Linked DNA regions of Hordeum vulgare: region 1 is linked to region 2. Evidence: chromatin contacts called from public Hi-C data. All regions are on one chromosome and are shown on one strand. Each heading gives the region's core, a stretch centred on a gene start, on an enhancer-like site or on the middle of the called end of the contact. The rest is flanking DNA. Distances are from core to core; before and after follow the strand shown. Region 1 has its middle 12 kb from the start of LOC123449238. Region 2 holds the start of LOC123449237.

What was found. A called contact is a pair of places that touch in the nucleus more often than the background predicts.
Region 1: a Hi-C map of leaf shows a contact between it and region 2, with 2.0 times the contacts expected there. The contact joins the enhancer-like site here to the promoter of LOC123449237 in region 2. A contact is called at or near these places in 2 of 6 Hi-C or Micro-C datasets (leaf and seedling) and 1 of 1 datasets of contacts at active chromatin or transcription factors (embryo).

The regions. Positions count from the first base shown.
Region 1 is chr4H:518,599,064-518,604,188 of MorexV3_pseudomolecules_assembly, forward strand. No RefSeq gene overlaps it. Among protein-coding and RNA genes, the nearest start is that of LOC123449238, 12 kb to the left of the region's middle. Within about 2 kb of position 3,403, at least 3 of the 3 cell types and tissues checked have open chromatin away from gene starts, as enhancers often do. A contact at or near this core is called in leaf and seedling, where this site is marked.
Region 2 is chr4H:518,284,065-518,289,058 of MorexV3_pseudomolecules_assembly, forward strand. LOC123449237 reads left to right here and starts at 3,167. Exons shown (of 3, transcript XM_045126379.1): 1 at 3,167-3,580. The coding sequence starts at 3,455.

The sequences.
Region 1 (5,125 bases), core at 2,153-4,652, 320 kb after region 2:
AAAGACACTTGGCATTGTCCACAAAGTTTGTGAACAATTAAAGACACTTGGCACTGTAAAGTTGCTCAAGTTTGGATGTCGACACACAGGGTTTTGGGATATTTTGGTTAACCAAAGCAATTAGGATTGAGATGAATCTTGGAAATATCATCACATATACTATGTGTGACACGCTAGAATTTTACTATAATTATTTGAGAATATTTCTTATAGAAATATTTTAAATACTTGAAATATAGAGAAAAGGTTTTGGAGGGTTTTGTCCAATATTTTGAACATGACCATGTGTTGAAACTCTTATACATGAAAAATATATGTCCACTGAGTTTTCCTAAAAAAATTCAAATATTTTGGAATCATAAAATATTCCCCCCTATACTAATGGTTAGATGATCAAGATGATTGTAAGTTGTTAGATGATTAAGATGATGATATATAAGTTATTATGTGACTAAGGATGATGAGTTATTAGATGACATATATTATATTAAAGTGTATACGTGCAAGTGGTTAAGTTGGGTTAGTAGAAAAATATGACGTTACGACGACACACAAGTGTCGAATGAAAGGTCCTTTCATTTAACACTCGTGCGTCGTCGTAACATCATATTTTCATACTAACCCAACTTAATCACTTGCACCCATCCTTTTTAATCTAAATATTGTTTCTTCAATAATTATTATTGATGTTGTATTTTAATATGTATAACCGTGTGTAAATACAATATTAATATAAAAAATAAATATGCGCGATTAGTAGTGGCGCGGGTTAAAAAAGCATGCTGCTACTAACTCAGTTGCGAGTAGCACTGGGCAACCGGCGCTAATGCTAAAAGTTAGCTCTAGCGCTCGGCAACCGACACTACTACTAGGCTTTTGACCCGCGATACTGCTAGGGTTTTCCCTAGTAGTGCCAAGAAATCGGGGTCCAAAAATGATGGAGAGAGAAGTGGAGTCGTCGACTTCTTTGTGGGGAAGAAGAAGACTATTTATAGGTGCAGACAAGATCGAGCCATTGGAGCCAGATATCTACGAAGTCCGGAAGTTCCGGAGACGACCAGAAGTTTCGGACCCGGGAAGTTTCGGCCAAGGTTCTAGGCAGGTTCCGGGCTACACATAAAGTTTGTGTAACTGCATTCTCTTTCGGTACCCCGAAAGTTGCCACACCTAGGAGTGGAAGTTAATGGCATGGAAGTTCTGGGACACGAAAGTTTCAGGCAAGTTTCGGGATACACATAAAGATTGCACAGAAGTGCACCTTCTCTAGGTGCCCGGGAAGCTTTCCGAAATCACCCCGGACCTTCTCGTCCCGAGAAGTTTCAGCCATCTTGAAGGTTCCGGCGAGGGCAAAAACATTATGTTGATATAAAAGATCCAGCCCACTCGAGAATTTAGTTGTGCCAGATCATATGTGTACATGAAGTTGATTCCCAATTATTGTTATGATGCACCCCCTCTTAATAGTACTGTTGCCCTAAGGACTCAATAAAATAAAAGTATGTATGGCACTTCACCTTTTCTATTTTCCGAGTAGAGGGAAATAACCATCCATGCTTCTCTTCAAATTAGACGGTGTTGTTTACACTAGGGCATGTGGTTAGAGACAGAGAATAAGTTGTCATAAATGTCAAAAATATTAAGGGAAACAATGCACTTTCACCTAATCGATAGAAACTTTTAGGGATGGCAATGGATAGAGTATGTGCGGGTACAACCTCCTTCTACCAAAACCCATACCCATAAAATCCTTTCATACCCATCCACTTCATTGTACATGGGCATATATTAACACCCATGAAAGCTTTTAGTAAAATTGTGTCAATCCAACGACCAGAGTTGAAAATTTCCTTCAAGGTTCAAATCCTCCTATATTTCTATGAACTCCCTCGAATCCAGGCCTCCCTGGTTCAAAAGAAAAGTAGAGGAGAAGCATAGGAAATTTTCTTACGGTAGTAATATTCATGCATTTGGCCATAACCCAATGGATGCCTATTTTTTAATAAATGAAAATAACTCATATGACATGTGGGGTCAACATCCAGCTCCTATGGCCCAACCCTAAATCTCATATTCCCTAAACCAAGTGTAGCTCATACGCCCATGATAACCTACTCGTTGCTTCTCCTACGTCGTATGTGACTCCTCAAAATGGTTAAATCTCGACTCCTCACAATCGTATTCCTGGCCAACTCTCGATCTAGCAATCCCCAATTCCAAGCGCTGCCTCCCACCGCGTGAGGCTTGCACCAACCGCTGCTTCTACTTCCTTGATGCCCCCAAGAGGACACCCACGAAAGGAGGTCGCATTAGTGTTACTTCTTCCCATCATCACTTGAATTTTAGACCTCGTTCTCTACTTTTTCAGAATTCAGATGTTATATACTATATCCATTGGATACCCATTGGGTATAGGATATCTGATGGATATGGTTGGTTTAAAGGATGGGACAAAGAAAAAAAAGTAGACATTTTTTCCTTTGATCTTAGTTCCAAAAAAATATGAATTTATAACCTCAACATGGGTCTCCTTTTCAATTTCTTATGCACGAATAACGAGATTAAAATCCTTAGTAGCATAATCATCATGACTAGATCCTATGGTTGGGCTTTAATTTGATCGTATTTATTATGATTTTTGTGATTTTTTTATTTATGTGAACCAAACATCACAAGTTGACAGAATTCTTGTTACCAATCATCTGTATTGTTATGCATTTTTGTTCTATTCAGTTTTCTCCTCATTCCTAAGCTTTTAGAATCCCGCAAACCAAATGAATTTAAGCACTCAACCTAACCGGGTATATTGGAGAGGCGATTGTTCTTGTTTTATTTAACATGAAGGCCAAACGAGCAAAGACGTTAGCCTAAAGCTTTCTCCGGGTTCGGAGATGCATACATATGTGTAGAGTATACCCTCTGTTTTGACCTAATTTATAAAAATATATTTGGAAAATTACAACAGAAATATATATATGAGGGGAGAGTAAATGAAAATAAAAATATATTTGAAAAACTACAACAGAAATATATATATATGAGGGGAGAGTAAATGAAAATAAAAATATAATTTGAAAAATTACAACAGAAATATATATATGAGGGGAGAGTAAATAAAAATAAAAATATAATTTGAATATATACTGCCATACATCTAGGGCCCATCCATAGCTGCAGCCCACAAAGCAGTGGGTACAGAAGAAAGCCGAGGGAGCAGTGTTGTTGAAAGGCTTAAATCCCTAAAGTTTTCGCTGATTGAAGTACAGCCCATGTCGGGGAATCCGGGGAACGGCTCGCGTAAATGATGCCGATTAACTAACCTTTGGCATGCATGCATGCAGCAGTTACACTGACGTGTTGGACCCGTCTCTCCCGGTCCCGCCTGTTACCGACGGACGATCCGGTACCGGAGCAGCTGCAGCGTGTGCGAGCCATCTTTTTCCGTATCCGGGAAGCAAAGGACGCGGAGGAACAGCAGGGGTCGCGTCTTTCAGGAACGCGGGGCCCACGAGCCAGCGGCAGCACATGAAGCATGATGAAGAGCGTGAGGCTATGGTGGTGGGACCCGGCTTCTCCGTCAGTGGGTGGGTGCGGGTCAGGACTCAGGAGGCGCACGCTCCATGTTGCACTGTTGCAGTGGTTGCTGCTGCACTGTTGCAGTTGTAGCTACAGGCGGAGCCCGGCCGCTTTTTGTGTTGCACTGTCGTCAAGGTCGAGCGTCGTTCATGCTCTTTTGGAGTAAAGAAAACGTGTGTACCGTTTGTTTATAAGTGTAGGCAGCTTAGGCCCTGTTTTTTCTAAAAATCCTATGATTTTTTTAGTCCCAACTAAAAAATCTCTAGTCCTTATCCATTTCTTTCCAAGAACTAAACGTGGATTATAAGTCGTTAAATGACATGTAAAAAGATCATGTTACCCTTAGTAATATACTCATTCTCATCATGCTCAGGCCTCATGCATGCTTCCATCATCACCCGGGCCGGTCGCGAGCTAGCACATCTTTGGTTGTTTACCTCCAAAAGACGTGCAACACGGCCGACGTCCTACGGGGCGCCATCATGTTAGTAGCTCTAACACTAACAGTGCGGCGCCTAACGGGCATTAACCAAAAACGTACCGAGTGAGGTGACGCTCAAGCATGACCGAGGGCAGGCACCGGCACGCAGACGATCGATCAAGCTGGCAGGCAGGAGGCAGCCAACACGCATGGCATGCACGTACCCGCTGAGAGCCAGCCAGGACCTCATGGCAGTACATGCGTTTGGTGAACTGCTGGATCATGCCTCCTGCATGCATCCATCCACGCAGAGGTTCCTTCGTACAGTTGCTAGTCGTCACCTTGATCAAGGCGGGTTGACGACGCACGGAGGCTATACGTGATTGCAGAAAAAACGGGGAGGAAGATGGGGTTCGTGGAGTGGAGTCCGGAGCAGGCATGATGCGGCGCCCATGATTCGGTCCGGAATACGCTGCGACGTTTTGTCCCCGGCCGGACACGACCGCTAATCTGGCTCGGGCGGCGAGGACGGACACCAAGGAAATACTTAGCACTCCATGATGATGGCGCTTCAGTTCTGTGCTCCACATGATGGCTCCGGCCACCCCCACCACCGCCGCATCGGCTCGCACGCGCGGCGATGTGGGGTTCCGCTTCGGCCCGAGCCCAATGCGAGTGCGCGATTAGTTTAGGCGTTGGCCCACTGCTTATACCCCTTCTAAACAAGTCTGGTTTCTTTTTTTTGCTTTGTTTTAGCCTCCCAACAGCAACACCAGCGTTCCAACGGAGGAGCTCCGTTCCAAGTGACCTTGGATCCCTCCATGGATACGCACAACGGCGGAGTATCCGCAATATTGCAGGGTTATGGGATTACGGCCACGCATTACTTAATCTCCGATGAGCTGTCAGCTTCATAGAGCGGATCAGAGTGAATGAGTGATGCGTGCATTAACATTTAACAGCAGCAACAACAGACAGCTCTTGTGGTGTGTTTCGTGCAAAACTGCAAATCCAGAACTTCTGTCCTCATCTTTCCTTTGTTTCTGCGTGCGTCGTTACTGTAGCAGAGGACGGACAAACCAGGATGCCGAATAATCCAATGCACTGTGGAGGCAGTGAGTAATAATGCTA
Region 2 (4,994 bases), core at 1,917-4,416:
ATCTCTGAGCACTTGAGAAACCAGTTCATTTTAATACCTCACCCCTTTTAATAGTATTGGCTTTACTATGGACTCAAAAGTGATTTCTCACAAATATAAAATGAAGAGTCTTCTTGCTTGAAGCTTGAGCCAATCTTATTCCTTTCTTGCATCAAGGGGCATCTCCACATAAACCTTTAGCCAATGCATCTTTTGAACTTTTCTGAAATATCCTAGGATAAGATCACTAGTCCAATGATGCATATGCTGTGATCAATTATCAAAACCACATTAGGGAGCAATTGTGCTTTCAATATCCATGTATCCTGGTAGGTCGGGGTCGTATTCGGGGTCGTCAGGTTTTGGGGATTCGGCTGGATTTTCCGTATCCTCGGGGTTTGAATTATCCCGAGTGCCCGCGTTGCTCTCCTTGCCCTTATGAGCTTTAGGTTTTTTCGCTGGCGACGATGCTCTCGTCGTCCCTGTTTTTAACCAAGGTTTCATCGTCACTTTTCCCCGTGGCGCCCTCGTCCCTGGGGGTGTCCATCATGTACACGTCATACGTCGAGCTGGTTGTCCATCGTCCTGTTACGGGAGGACTAGGCAATTGAATAGTTGTGTCCATATCTTCGGCTTCTTCGGAATAGAAGTCTAACCGATTGGTTAAATCTTCAATACCGGCAACTAAGTGGGTGATGGGTGGGGAATAAAGTTCCCTACACCTGGTTCCAGGGCCGAAAAGGTCCTGGATCGGGATCGGCTCGTCCGAATAGTCACCGTTTGGGCTCGGGTCCCCGTCTCATTTGACCATGAGAGATTTGCCGGACTGGTCCTCAGAGCCCTAGCGGAGATGCACTCTGGAGCTTCGACGTAGGACGTGTGTTCAGGCCGGATGACCCTTGTGCCTCCGAACACCATAGCCAGATCCTAGCTCGAGGCCGAATCAAGGTTAGAATCTATTCCGAACTCAAGGTCGGGAAGAGGACCCGAAGTTAAGGCTTCTGAATTTTCGAGCTCTTCGACCAAGACCAAGACCTCGAAGAGGATCAGGTCGCCCCGGGTGTTGTCAATGAATTCCAACTCTCCAAACTTAAATTCCTGACCCAGGGTGACCCCGTCAGTCTGGTGATGAGCCAACTTGACGTGCGGGGTGGTACTGCTAAAAGCAAAGGATTGGCCAGAGATGAAGGTATCCCCGGCCTTGATGTTATCGCTTGTGACCAAGGGAGCCATCGAGCCTTTTTGCGATCTCACAATGAAGCTCTCAATGAAAGCAGCAACGTCGGTGTCAAAACCTGCTAATCTCGAGTAGGGGGTCCGAACTGTGGATCTAGGGTTGATGGGTAACAAGAGACGAAGAAGACGGTGGTTTACCCAGGTTCTGGCCCTCTTGATGAATGTAAAACCCTATGTCATGCTCTTGTTGTTATTGATAGAGTAGTATAAAGTACAGAGTTGATCTACTACGAGATCGGATGTTATGGTCCAAACCCTAATCGTAATGAGCTTAATGTGTCCTACAAACTATGCCCCCCGGCTTATATAGATGCCAGGGATGCTAGGATTTACACAAGATCGGTCACAATAGATAAGGAATATGACGATTAGTACATCATCTTGGATTGCACGTCAAGTCTTCAAAAGAGTCCATCTTGAGTTTGATGCTTCTACTGGCCGTCGAACAGGCCGAGGAATCTGGCCCATGAGAATAGGCAGACGGCCCAAGGACCCCTTAATCTCGGAGTCCTTCAGAGAACACATGAGGAAGAGGTATTGGCATGAGCTACTAAGCCCAATACATTTGTGTCGTAGATTTGCTTTTGTATTGTGCGTAAAAGCCATGCAAATGCCTTCGTCTTGTTTGGAAATTTGGAAGTCTTTGGGTCGATGTCATCCTCTATCATGATCTAAGGGGCGTATGCATTCTAGGAGGAAAAGGACATGCCATGGACGACGAATCTTTGAGCTGGCTAATCCTTGAGATGGCAATCCTGCAACAAAGAGAACACATCGTCCGATCAACTATCGTTGTAAGATGATATACACGAGAGCTTAGATAATCAAAGTACTACCAAAGGTTTGATATTATAATAGGTGAATGACAATTTCAAGGCACATGCATGAAATATAAAATGCATATTTGATTATGTTAGTCCATTCCATAAAAAGTTAAGATTAAAAAACTTGAAAATTGCATGGTATATGCAACACAAAACTCAAGTGAGATATACCAAGCACATTTTATCTAGGACGTGTTTTTAAGTTTATCATACTGAAATTGATAGAAAAAAAGCACGAATACTTAATCCTACATTAGATAATGCTACGACATGCATGCCTACCGCCAGGGGTGGAGTACAAGGTTTCACCGGTACTAGAAGGATTAAACGTGCATTGTTGCACCGTTGGTGCTGTTGTGTCTTTATCAAATAAATTAACATATTTGTTTTTAAAATATAGGTGTTAGATTTTTAAAAAGTCAAAGCTCTTTAAGTTGGATCAAATTTGTAAAGAACTATATTAATATTCATAATATCAAGTTGCGAACGTTAAATTCATCATGAAATAAAGTCGCATATTTTATTTATTTAGTGTTCCGGATGTCAATATTTTTTACTCCAAACTTAGTCAAAGTTAAATAAATTTGACTTCTCAAGAAAAAAATACACCTTATATCTTGAATTCGAGGAAGAATTTGATTTGGCTAGTGTGAGAGGTGATGACCTATGTTTTTTATTTTATTTATAATACAGTGTTTTGATGGGTCTTTTATGGTGTGATTCTGTGTTATGTGCTAATCAACCGATATTTACGTCGAAAAAATAAATCATGTCACAATCTGCATGTACTATTTTGGTGTTACCATACTGTTTCTAGGTGACGAGAGATGCACAGAATTAATGTATTATTATAAGTCGTTTGCTATTGTTTAATTTTAAAAATTATTGATCAAGTTGAAATCATGAACCTAATCTCAAATTGAACACCTCAATCGAATAAAAAGCTTCAAAATTAAGGAGCATAGCGAATTAAAAAAAATAAGTAGAAAAGCTTGTTGAGAAATTATTGATTCGGTTAAAATTGAATGATTAAATTTTAATTAGAGACTTTAATTGAGTGTAAGGCGTCCAATCATAGGGAGACTAGTGATATACTCCATATATAGGAGTATGAAGTATGAACCGAGGAGAACACGGCCGGATCGTAGCGAACCGCAGTTGCATAGTAATTACTCGCCGCTGCCACTCACTTACCGTTTCGCGCAGCTCCTCCGTCCTCTCCTCCTCGCAGCTACACCGACCCATGGCGACGACCTAACCCTAGGCGCCACCACTCCACCGGCGCGCGTCTCCGCCTACGGCAGGCAGCAGCCCCCTGAACAAGTGCTCCCGCGAATTCCGATCTTTATACAACCCAGAGTTCTCTTTCGCTAGGGTTAGGGGTTTGGAGCCGCTGCCCCTCTCTCCCAGCCCCGATGGCCGATCTCGGCAGCTTCAGCAGACGGCGGCAGCCGACTGCTGCGGAGGTGGTGGGGCGCCTCAAGGATGACGGCGATTTCGACGCCCTCCGCCGCGCCATTGTCCGCAAGGTCAAGGACAACGTGAGCACCCCCAAAACCGCCTAATCTCCCCCAAATCCGTTTACCTTTACCTTGGTATCTGTGCAATTGCGCTGCTGTTACTCCTTCGTTTCCAAATGGGTTAAATTTTATGGTTTTAGTAGTAGATCTGACATCCGAGTGCATGGGGCATGGCCAAGAGACTAGAACTTGCTCTGCATTGGCTTTATTCATTGTGACACCTTAGTAGAATTTGCCCCTAAGGGTCTCTTTTAATTGAAGCATACATGAGAGCTGAATCGATTCTGTGTTTACTAGGTTTCTCGTGCTCATCTTTTCCAGGACACTGTTGGTATTGGAAGTACTGCATTTGATATGGAATTCTTCCGTGGAGCACTATCATCTGATTCATTAACGCCTATATGTTCAGATTAGATGTGAGTGTCTAAAGAGTAGTGCTCGTTCTGCATTGCACTGGTTTGGTTGATGTGCATCAACCATGGATTTTTCTATATGTGTCGCCTGATCTTTAACCTTAGTTGCAGCATCGGTGATAGGGATTACCAGTACATGTTTTTAAGGTTAAAACACACACCTATAAAGGTAACTTGCCACATAACTCAACCTCGGTTGTGTTGGATTTGAAGGAAGATTCCATCCCGTGTGCAGAGGGAAAGGGAGGAACTAATGTGGAATCTCACATGGGAACTTCTTCCAAAATCCACACAATCCAAGAAAACGTCGGCCTCCAATCTACGTAATTTTGGACTCAGACATGGGCACGGGTGTCCGAATCCAATTCGGATTCAGGTGTCTGATTTCATGTTTTTTTGTTGGACACGGCGAATAACACTTGGATTTCGACACAGATGTCGGAATCTGGCGCAAATTTGGGATGTATAATATTGCAAAAAAGAAAAGGAAATGATTGGACACGGTAAATAAGACTTGGAATTCGACACAAATGTTGCGCAAATTTGGAATGTATAATATTGCAGAAAGGAAAAAGGAAATGGATACATGTGACCAGGTAATGCTGCTTGAGGCCTTATCATGTGAAAATTCTGCGCACAAGTACAATCATATATGCCTTATCTAATTCCCTGCGAGAGGCCGATGCTATTGCCGTATCAGGACTATGGGAACAGTAGGCTCCACTGCCTGTGCAGATGGTGTACAATGACGAATTGATGGAGGACTATAAATGAATTACAAATTTGAATTACCATAGAAGGTAATTGCTGATTGCTGGATTCATATTCCAATGATGATTCAAATTGGGCTGAAATGCCGAAATGGAAATGAATAATAAGTAGGGTAAAGCTAGAACCAGTGCCTTGAATATTTGGTAAGCTTTATTATCTAGATGTGGTTTGTTACTGGTCTGATACCACCCCATCCAGCTGCTGCTTCAGCATGACAAAGTAGAGCTAGACAATAAAACTGCAAGCATCGT